2 separate regions of the Xenopus tropicalis genome follow, and region 1 is linked to region 2. Evidence: chromatin contacts called from public Hi-C data. All regions are on one chromosome and are shown on one strand. Each heading gives the region's core, a stretch centred on a gene start, on an enhancer-like site or on the middle of the called end of the contact. The rest is flanking DNA. Distances are from core to core; before and after follow the strand shown.

Evidence for each region. Hi-C and Micro-C count contacts between places; a contact is called where the count stands out from the background.
Region 1: a contact with region 2 is called in a Hi-C map of brain, with 3 times the contacts expected there. The contact joins two enhancer-like sites. A contact is called at or near these places in 2 of 5 Hi-C or Micro-C datasets (brain and gastrula embryo).

The regions. Positions count from the first base shown.
Region 1 is chr4:58,028,399-58,033,532 of UCB_Xtro_10.0, reverse strand. dync1li2 (cytoplasmic dynein 1 light intermediate chain 2) reads left to right here. Exons shown (of 13, transcript XM_004913576.4): 4 at 3,632-3,862. Among named protein-coding and RNA genes, the nearest start is that of dync1li2, 12 kb to the left of the region's middle. Within about 2 kb of position 3,817, at least 4 of the 11 cell types and tissues checked have an H3K27ac peak or open chromatin away from gene starts, as enhancers often do.
Region 2 is chr4:57,922,882-57,928,122 of UCB_Xtro_10.0, reverse strand. It overlaps cmtm3 (CKLF-like MARVEL transmembrane domain containing 3), which reads right to left. Exons shown (of 5, transcript NM_001112977.1): 5 at 2,609-3,099. The coding sequence ends at 3,071. Among named protein-coding and RNA genes, the nearest start is that of cmtm4, 7.2 kb to the left of the region's middle. Within about 2 kb of position 2,797, at least 1 of the 11 cell types and tissues checked has an H3K27ac peak or open chromatin away from gene starts, as enhancers often do.

The DNA of each region.
Region 1 (5,134 bases), core at 2,568-5,067, 100 kb before region 2:
ATATTATAAAGTAAATATGATTACTGCTAAATGAGCACCAGTATGTTGATGAATAAATTATTTTAGGCTTGTAGATATATTTGCTCTTCTGTTTGTTTAGGGTTTATCCATAAGGATGTTTGATGTGACTTTATTTATATGCACAGGTGGAGATGTTATGACCTCACATTAGAGCACCCATTCAGTGTAAAAAGCTGCAATATTTATTTAAAATGAGTTACATAGTGGTAGGTAGTTGAACCATCTGAGCTCTATCAGAATTACACATTATTTTTAACCAGTGTTCATATCAGTGTTTGTCCTTTGTATCTACAGCTAAATATGCCACGCAGTGTGCAAATATTGAAAGACTATTGAGAATATGTGCACAGAAGCCAAATAATACATCACTGTCTGGTGTTAGCAGTGTTTGATCTTTTTTTTTTTTTGAGAGCAATAAATTGCTGAGTCAGTTTTATAGCCCCCAAGATGACAATTTGTTGTGTGTCTTGGTTTAAAGCCATAAGTTAAAGGGGCAGTATACTCCTAGTATAGCATATTTTGTGAGGTAGATAATTAGATTATTAGTATAGCCCTCTCACTTCTCCTTGGGGGAGTGGGGGTTATCTGTGGATTGGTAATCTAATTATGTACCTCACAAGGACCAAATATGGAGTAGCTTCAGTTTCCCTTATTAGCTTATGAAATAACAAAAAACATAGATTTGTCATGATTAAAACAATAGACTATGGGGCAGACTTATCAAAATGTGAGTTAAGGCTAATGTCCCATAGAGAGATAAGTTGCTGCAATTTTTTAAAAAGCGAATTTCGACAAGTTGCTAATTTTATCTATACATTAAGACGAATATACAGTGAGGAACATAAGTATTTGAACACCCTGCAATTTTGCAAGTTCTCCCACTTAGAAATCATGGAGGGGTCTGAAATTCACATGGTAGGTGCATTCCCACTGTGAGAGACAGCATTTCAGGAAAGAAATGATATTTAAAGAATTTTTTTGTATTGCGCTGAGTATTTGAACACCTGGCAATCGGCAAGAATTCTGGCTCTCAAAGACCTGTTACTCTGCCTTTAGGCTAATGCCAGACGAGACATAGGGCGGAAATTTTCAGCAAGAGGAAAAGTGCTTGCCGAAAATTCCACCCTACACCTCCTACATGTGCTTGCACCCGAATGAATGGAATACGCTCAGGTTCAGGTAAATGTAGCCGAAATATGCATAAAAACGTGAGACTTTAAAACTCTCACGTTTTTATGCGTATTTCCGCTATATGTGCCTGCACCCAGGCGTATTCCATTCATTCGGGCGCAGGCACAAGTAGGAGGCGTAGGGTGGAATTTTCGGCAAGCGGAAAATAGCCGCCCTATTCCTCATTTGGCATTAGCCTAAAATAGTCCACCTCTACTCCACTTATTAATCTAAATTAGTAGCACCTGTCTGAGCTCTTTACAGACACCTGTCCACACCACAGTCAGTCAGACTCCAACTACTACCATGCTCAAGACCAAAGAGCTGTCAAAAGACACCAGAGACAAAATTGTGTACCTCCACAAGGCTGGAAAGGGCTATGGGGCAATTGCCAAGCAGCTTGGTGAAAATAGATCAACTGTTTGAGCAACTGTTAGAAAATGGAAGAGGCTAAAGACTACTGTCAGTCTCCCTAGGACTGGTGCTCCATGCAAGATCTCACCTCATGGGGTATCACTTATGATAAGAAAGGTGAGGAATCAGCCTAGAACTACAAGGGAGGAGCTGGTCAATGACATGAAGAGAGCTGGGACCACAGTTTCAAAGGTCACTGTCGGTAGAACACTACGCTGTCATGGTTTCAAATCATGCATTGCACGGAAGGTTCCCCTGCTCAAGTCATCACTCATCACATGTCCAGGCCTGTCTGAAGTTTGCCAATGACCATCTGGATGATCCAGAGGAGGCATGGGAGAAAGTCATGTGGTCAGATGAGACCAAAGTAGAACTTTTTGGTCTAAACTTCACTCGCCGTGTTTGGAGGAAAAATAAGGATGAGTTGCATCCCAAAAACACCATCCCTTTGGGGGTGCTTTTCTGCGAAGGGGACAGAACGACTGCACTGTATTAAGGAGAGGATGAATGGGGCCATGTATTGTGAGATTTTGAGCAACAACCTCCTTCCCTCAACCAGAGGATTGAAGATGGGTCGTGGCTGGGTCTTCCAACATGACAATGACCCGAGGCACACAGCCAGGATAACCAAGGAGTGGCTCTGTAAGAGGCATATCAAGGTTCTGGAGTGGCCTAGCCAGGCTCCCAACCTAAATACAATAGAAATTCTTTGGGAGCTGAAACTGAACTGAGCTGTTGCTCAGTGACAGCCCCGAAACCTGACAGATCTAGAGGAGATCTGTGTGGAGGAGTGGGCCAAAATCTCTGTTGCAGTGTGTGCAAACCTGGTCAAGAACTACAGGAAACGTTTGACCTCTGTAATTGCAAACAAAGGCTTCTGTACAAAATATTAACACTGATTTTCTCAGGTGTTCAAATACTTATTTGCAGCAGGGCAATACAAATACATTCTTTAAAAATCATACAATGTGGTTTCCTGAATGTTTTTTTTTAAATGCTGTCTCTCACAGTGGGAATGCACCTACAATGTGAATTTCGGACCCCTCTATGATTTCCCCTGGCTGAAACGTTGAAAATAAATTGGAGAAACACTGTTGTTCTATGTTTGATTAGACCCCTGTGGCGTTATGGAAGCTATATACTATAGATCGCAGCTAATCCAAAAGTGTATTCCTTTGTTGACAGATATTTGCATAAACAACCAGGACTCGGGCATGTTATGAAGAGACAGGCTATTTGTAGCCTGAAATATGTGCCTTGACGTCTCACATTAGGAGAGTGCCAGCTATTTACAGCATTGCACTGATGCCAAGCAGCAGCTGTGTGACAAATTATGGCTCATATTGTCCAAAAACAATGGCTGCTTTTACTGTCTGATCCAGACCATGCTTGTGCACGAGTCACATTGCTGTAGGTTTCTATAAATGTGTGTGCGTATATAATAGATATTTGGCTCTCTTAAAATAGATTCACTTTATAGTTTAGTTTTTTTTTCCAGTGGTTATCAATCCACTTTTAACAACCTGTTTCTAATTCACAACAGTCAGCACTCTTGCCTAACACTAAAATGTAAAGTAAACTGGCAGAGGAGGCTTACAGGCTATACTTCACCTATAATTGACTGTTTTGGGGTTTTGTGTGATTGCAGGGCCTATATTTGCCTGTACTGATCTTTTGTTTTGGCAAATAGATTCTTCAGCCATGATCTTTGAATGGGTTCAGTCATTTTCATCTGGCAAGACAGTACCTTAACCAAAGCTGTTTGAGCAACTGTATGAGTCTGTGGATTGTCAGCAAAGTGTCATGGATGAAAGCCAAACTGTCATCAATCTGGAATAACAATATATTATTAATTGTACTTTAATTTGTCAGGATATTTGTGTTAATTTTGAGTATTTTTAAAAAATGACTGCTGTTTTTTCTTTTTGCTCATTTTAATTGCCATAAATAATCCTAAAAAAGACTCAAAATACTGCAGTGATGTAAACAGTGGATTTCAAAATAAGTTTTTCCTTTTCTTTTGCAGATCTCACACGTTGCAATGTGTGGATTTTGGATGGAGACTTGTACCACAAAGGCCTTCTAAAATTTGCGCTGCCTGCAGAATCTATCAGTGAGACCGTGGCAGTGTTTGTTGGGGACATGTCCAGACCCTGGACTATTATGGAATCATTGTTAAAGTGGGCAAGTGTTCTGCGAGAGCACATAGATAAACTGAAAATTCCTCCAGAGGAAATGCGAGAGTTAGAACAAAAGAGTAAGTTGGGTGTGAGCTTTCTACATCAATGCAAGAGCCTTAGGAGAGCTTTACCTTTGTTTGCTTTCTTTCATACTAGCAAAGGGACATAAAACAATGATTATGTAAAAATGTTTTGCATCAGCCCAGTCATAGAGAACCATATTTGCTTCTCTTATTTTAGTCTCTTGGATAATTTAATGGCAAAAAGCATTTTGTCAAAAAAAATTGTACCTCTGTTTTTATGATGTTCTCATTAAATTAAAGACATTTACAATTCTGTTAGGGAAACGCAAACAGCTACCAAATACACACCCCATTGTAAAAAAAACTGTGTACTTATTAAGTTGTTTATTGATTTTTATCAATGGTGTACCTCTGTGTAAAAATCTACTTTAGATGAAAGCAGCCTCTTGAAAATGTTTTGTAAAAATATGGCAGTCATCCATCACATTTTTGTCATGCTGTAACTTACATGCCCTTTTATTTTTTCCATTAACTTCCATTAATAGATTACGTAGAGTCTGTACTTTTCAGCGAGCACCACTTAGTGATCCTCTTCTTCCGCTTCTATGTTTTGCAATGGCCCCTAGCCGACCCATGCACTTTTTAGTGTGAAAAAAACTCTTGGCTTTTTTTTTTACTAAGTTTAAAGTTTGGCTTTTCACTCATTTTGCACACATGCTTGAAAGAGTGCCCTTAACCTTAAGTAATACATATAATAAGCAGTTAGGAATGGTGGTTAAGTAATAGTTTGCTGTTAATATTAATAATAAAAAATACTGCCCTTTTCCTACCTAATTGTGTCTGCTTTACAGCACCATCTTTTATAACGTGCCACTAATAGTCATTTATATGTAATCTGCCCTGCTTTGTTGTTGACCAAGAGCTAGTATAATATTACCTTAGGTGAAAACTTGGTTTAGTTGTGTCTAATTTAAAAACTTTTAACTGTGATGTGCAGAGGAACACTCACTAGGCAGCCCCCACATGGGTGCCTAAAGCAATTGTGTGGTCCCACACAAAAGCCAAATGGGCTGAGATTTGGTGTGCATGTAAGTATGATCTAGAAAATTAATGAAATCCAGGCTAACCATTACGTAGATATTTTCAGCAACTACATCAGAAAGTGACATAAAAAGCTTACAGGTACATACTATTGCTGTATTAAAACACTGTCATAAGTTAAGGAGCTCACTAGATTAATTAAAGCAAACGTGATTGGCTGGTATAGTATCGATTGCATTGAGCATGAGTTGCACCCATGTTGGTAAATAATGGCTATGCTTTCAT
Region 2 (5,241 bases), core at 1,548-4,047:
CATCTCACTGGCAATGTAAACTGCCGGTGGGTTGCCCGAAGTTGCCTCGCAAGGAAAACTTTGGGCAACTCAGGCAACTAAAGTGATGCGTATGCCATTCCAACGCCGATTCACATTCTTGCCAGTGGAATGGCATATCGGGGAGATTAGTCACCAGCGGTGGTGATTTATTGCGGGCGACTAATCTCCCCGTGTGCCACTGCCCTAGTAGTAAAAAATTCTTATAGTAGTTGAAACTTCTTATAACCTGGAAACAATATTTGCATGCAGTAATATGATTTTGCCATTAATATCATATGACATCACGCCCCCCCTTCCTGACCGAAGAGTCCCAGAGAGACTGATTGCTGAGAGGGGGATAGAGAAACTGTAAATCATTTTTAATTGATTGTACTTGCATTTTATTATTTTAAGTATTTCTAGGTGATGTTGCAATTAAAAATAAATAGAGTTTATTGAGGGGCCTCAACCCCTTTTATGAAAACTATCTTTACATTTGATGCATTTAGAACAAATATGCAGAATTAAAAATGCTATTTCTGAAGACTGTGATCAAACCATTACTTGAAACTTCAGGTGGCACCATATGGCGCCAACGTACTATGCAGAAGAACAACAAAGATAAGCTAATACATTCACACTGATACAAAAAGAAGAGACCCAATGTCCTAGTTCACACTCTACAGGAAGAGAAGGGCCAAGGGTTTTATGTTGGAGACAACAGGACACAAGTGCAGAGTGTAAAATCTATATGCAGGTTAATTGCAGGGCTGGAACTAGGGTAGGCAGCACATGCATCTGATTTGGATGCAACTGGAGGGGCACAATTCAGAGAAAAAAAATTTGCAGCATGGTTCCCATATGCTTCCACTGCACTAGGGTAGCTGGATGGTGCGGGAGTGGGTGCATGGCAGTAAGCAGCCTTGTGGTTGCGAGAACAGGTGGGGTGGTTTAGGTGGTGACTGATGGGGAGGAAGCAGCAGTGGGCAACTATGTGGTGTGTATGTTTTCCCACTGGCTATTCACATTTATGCAGGTGGGAAAGCATGTGATGGCAGATATGGAGATTAGCGATATGCGATAAAACAGATTTTCCCTTATTAGCTAACTAAGATGATAATCACAGCAAGATTTAAGAAAATTTCAGTTCCTTTCAAAATCAGCTTTGAAAAAGGAACTGAAATATTTTAAAAGCTTGCAGTAATTATAATCTTAGTTAGCCATTACAGTAAGAAGCAGTGATTTTTCATTAGTCTTGCCAAAGGCTGATGACACATGGGGCAGATCTTAGAGCCTTCTTGCCTCCCTTAGCACTCTTCCTCCATTACAGTTAAAAGGCAGTGATAGGGAGAAATCCACTTTTAACCCATATAAAGATGAGCCAGTGCTAACAACTTGCCAGTGGCTGCATAATGCAAGCTCCTAGGAACCATTAAACTGTTATTATAGAGTTTAGGCTAGTAGCATGCAGGGCTTTCACTAACACATCCCTCTTATGAAAATTTCATTGTAGCACCACATTAAAAAAGAATTTCCTTTTTAAACATGCTTGTACTTGTCAGGGTCACTTTCATTTTTACAGGACTGACCTCCTGAAAATTAGTCAAAGAAACAGACCCGTCCATTGAATCAAAATATCACCTCGATAAAAAGGCAGAAGGGAAAGAAATTACAATAGAAAAACACAGGTATGGGATTTATAATCCAGAAAAGTCAGATCTGCTTCTATTAAATTAGGCACAAAAATGCACACTTTTGTGTTTCGCTGTGAAATCTGCTCCTGACCTAAATGTACCCATAAAAAGGACAGTTTTAAGCTGTCAATTTAAGCCCTTCAGACTGATTTGGCACCTTATCTACCTGTGTATGGGGACCCCCGATGGGCCGAATATTGGCCAGATGTTGATTGGGCATGTTTGATTTTACTGTTGTATCAGGGACATCATCGGCTCATTGATGCAGTCCTCGCTTTGACAGTTCCAATTCCAGTCGTTGCAACCCAACTCCACCTTAGGTGGGTATATAGTGTATGGCCAACTTAAAGGTGGCCATACACGCACCGATATTATCGTACGAAACCTCGTTTCGTACGATAATCGGTGCGTGTATGGCATGTCAGCGAGCCGACCGATATCGCAGGAAGCTGCTGATATCGGTTGACTCGCCGATCGGCCAGGTTAGAAAATTTTGATCGGGCGCCATAGAAGGCGCCTGACCAAAATTCTCCCTTCAAAGCTGAATCGGCAGAAGGAGGTAGAAATCCTATTGTTTCTACCTCCTTACCTGCCGATTCAGCCCTGAATGGTGTGTGGCGGATCTGACGATGTTTCGTGCGACCGACGGTCGTACGAAACATCGTGAGATCGCCACGTGTATGGCCAGCTTAAGACATGGTGCTTCATATTACAGAAACATTCCTTATCAGGAAAGCCTCAGGTCTTGAGGGTTCAAGATAACAGCTCCCATACTTGTACTGCAATATGTTAACTAACTATAAGAAAATGCTTTTTATCATTTGTCTAAAGCAGATCTGCCTATGTTTCATGGATGTTAATGCTTATGTTCCATGGGCATTTCAGAACAGGATAGTGACCTGACAAAATCCATGTTGTATGAACTGAGGCTTTATTTTATGTCACTGTAAAAAGTTTAAAGGCAAAACTGAAATACAGGCTTCCCATACTTAGGGGTCAAGGAGTATCAGGTTCACGCTCAGCTCGTACCACCAAGATAGTACCGAATCATTTAAAAAGTAGTATGCCATTAGCACCATGCATTGATAGGGTTTTACCCACACTCTGGGCATTTCTGGCAATTAATAAAAAAAGTATTTTCCACTGCGTGCTGCAGTCTGTGCACCTCCAGTCTCCTTAAAGTGGTTGTTATCATAAAGCAGTGCATTTCTTTGTAGATGAATATGAGTTAATGTTCGCTCACAAAGCAACCACCTTGATCATTCACATTCCAGAAAGCAGAAATGTTTTAGGTCTTGGAATAATCCTATTCCTTTCCAAAGAAACTGCTCTGCAGATCCTCCGGTTTATCTGTTCTGCTGTGTAACTGCCCTCGGTCAGTCAAAATCAGAATCTGAGTCTTCATCTAGGAATAAGCAAGGAGAATGTGAGATGCTGAGCAAGACAAATACCACAGTGCAAGTAAACTGATAGGGTCACAAACATTTCATAGTGAGAAAAGTACAGTTCTTAATGCATTGGTATAAAAAATAAATCTGTGTTGATGTTAAGATATACAGAAAATACTGTAATCAGTCTATGTTTTTAAAGAGGCAGTTCACCCTCGCAGAAAAAATGGTTTATTGTGTTTTTAAAATGAAGCATTTATGTAATTAATTGTATTTTTTTTTTTTATCCTTTTTTCATACAGTGCCAACAAATTATAGAAATTATACAGATGTACAATGCAATATTGAATGGTGCGGCCATAGTTTTAGCTCCACTCATGGGCTAACAGACTACCATCTCTGTAATGGATGACCATGTTGGCAGCAATTATCAACGTATTATTGATTGGGTTTTTAACCACTTAGCTTCAGCACATGTTCTTGTGTACAGCTGACACCAGTGATACAAAAGTACTGTAAATGAGCAGTGCAAATGTGGTTTCCGTGACATTAGTAAATGAGCTCCATTTAAGCACTATATTCTATAACCCATTGTTTACACCTGTAACAAATTTTAGGTTAATCCCACAGATATCATACATTCCTATACTACACTAAGGGGCACATTTACTAATCCACGAACGTCCGAAAAGCGTCCGAATGCGTTTTTTTCGTAATGATCGGTATTTCGCGATTTTTCGTAAATTGTCGCGACTTTTTTGTAGCCATTACGACTTGCTCGTAAATTGTCGCGACTTTTTCGTGGCCATTACGACTTGCTCGTAAATTGTCGCGACTTTTTCATAGCCATTATGACTTGCTCGTAAATTGTCATGACTTTTTCGTAGCCGTCGCGCTGAGTACGAAAGTTTCGGATTCATTCAAGCTTCAGTATCGTGACTTTCCTTGGGCCAGGTTGGAGCTGCAGAGTGCCATTGAGTCCTATGGGAGGCTTCCAAAATCATGCAAAGTCTGAAAGGTTTGCCTGCTACGAAATGGCTACGAAAAAGTCTCAGCAATTTACGAGCAAGTCGTAATGGCTACGGAAAAGTCGCGACAATTTACGAGCAAGTCGTAATGGCTACGAAAAAGTTGCGAAATGTTCGTTTCCAATCCGATTTTTTCCCATTCGGGATTCGGATTCGTGGATTAGTAAATCAGCCCCTAAGTGAGAAGCTCTCCAGTTAGCAAGTGAACATTTGCACTGACAGGAAATAAACACTCATGGGTATTACTTCCTTTTCTACACTTTCCTTAATCAGTATAGAACAGAAATAGTGTTTCTAAATAGGGTGTAGCTACAGTTATTTGTATTAGTGAAATAATTCATAAGCATATTGCATCTTGCATGTACCGGAGTAATCCCTTGTGGTAAAAAACAGACTTGTCTCATTTACTAACATCTGGCAATATCCCCCCATATATTAAATATGTATTTTTATTATTCTAACTCCATTAGACTGTCTGGAGCTAAGTGCAGATTGTTTGGCATGGTTTCCATCAGATTTTGCCAGTGTTAGTAAATAAGCCTAAGTTGAGTACTGTTGTTGTCTAGCGGGAATTCCCAGTCCGCAGTAACCAACCGGCACACCTGTCAACATCAAAAAATAATTCTAAATAATTGGGCAGCAGATTACATGAAACTTGCTCTGTTATGGATTATGGTATGCCCTACTCATCCACGCTACATTCCAAGTGGCTTTTGTATTGTGTTTGCCTTTTAGCAACTATAAATAATGCAGCTGACAGTTTTTATTGATTCCTGATAATAAGAAAGCATAGCAAAAACAAATTAGGGCAGCTGCCAAATAAAGATGTAGTGAAAGAATATTCTGCTTATCCAATATACTATTTCATCCTAGCTATCTGCATATTACATGACAAATAGATAAAAAAATAAATCCAGCTAACAAACTAACAAACCCTTTTAAAAGCTAATCTACAGCCTCACAAGGCCAGTATGGTACTGGGGCTGCAGTATTGTTTTTATGTAAAGCTGCAGTACATTGCTAATTGTGCATCATTTCAACACACTGACACAATCTAATATGCATAGCTGCCAGTAAACAGTCTTTACCCAGTCAGTACAAGTTGCACTATTACTGCGAAACCAATTTCTA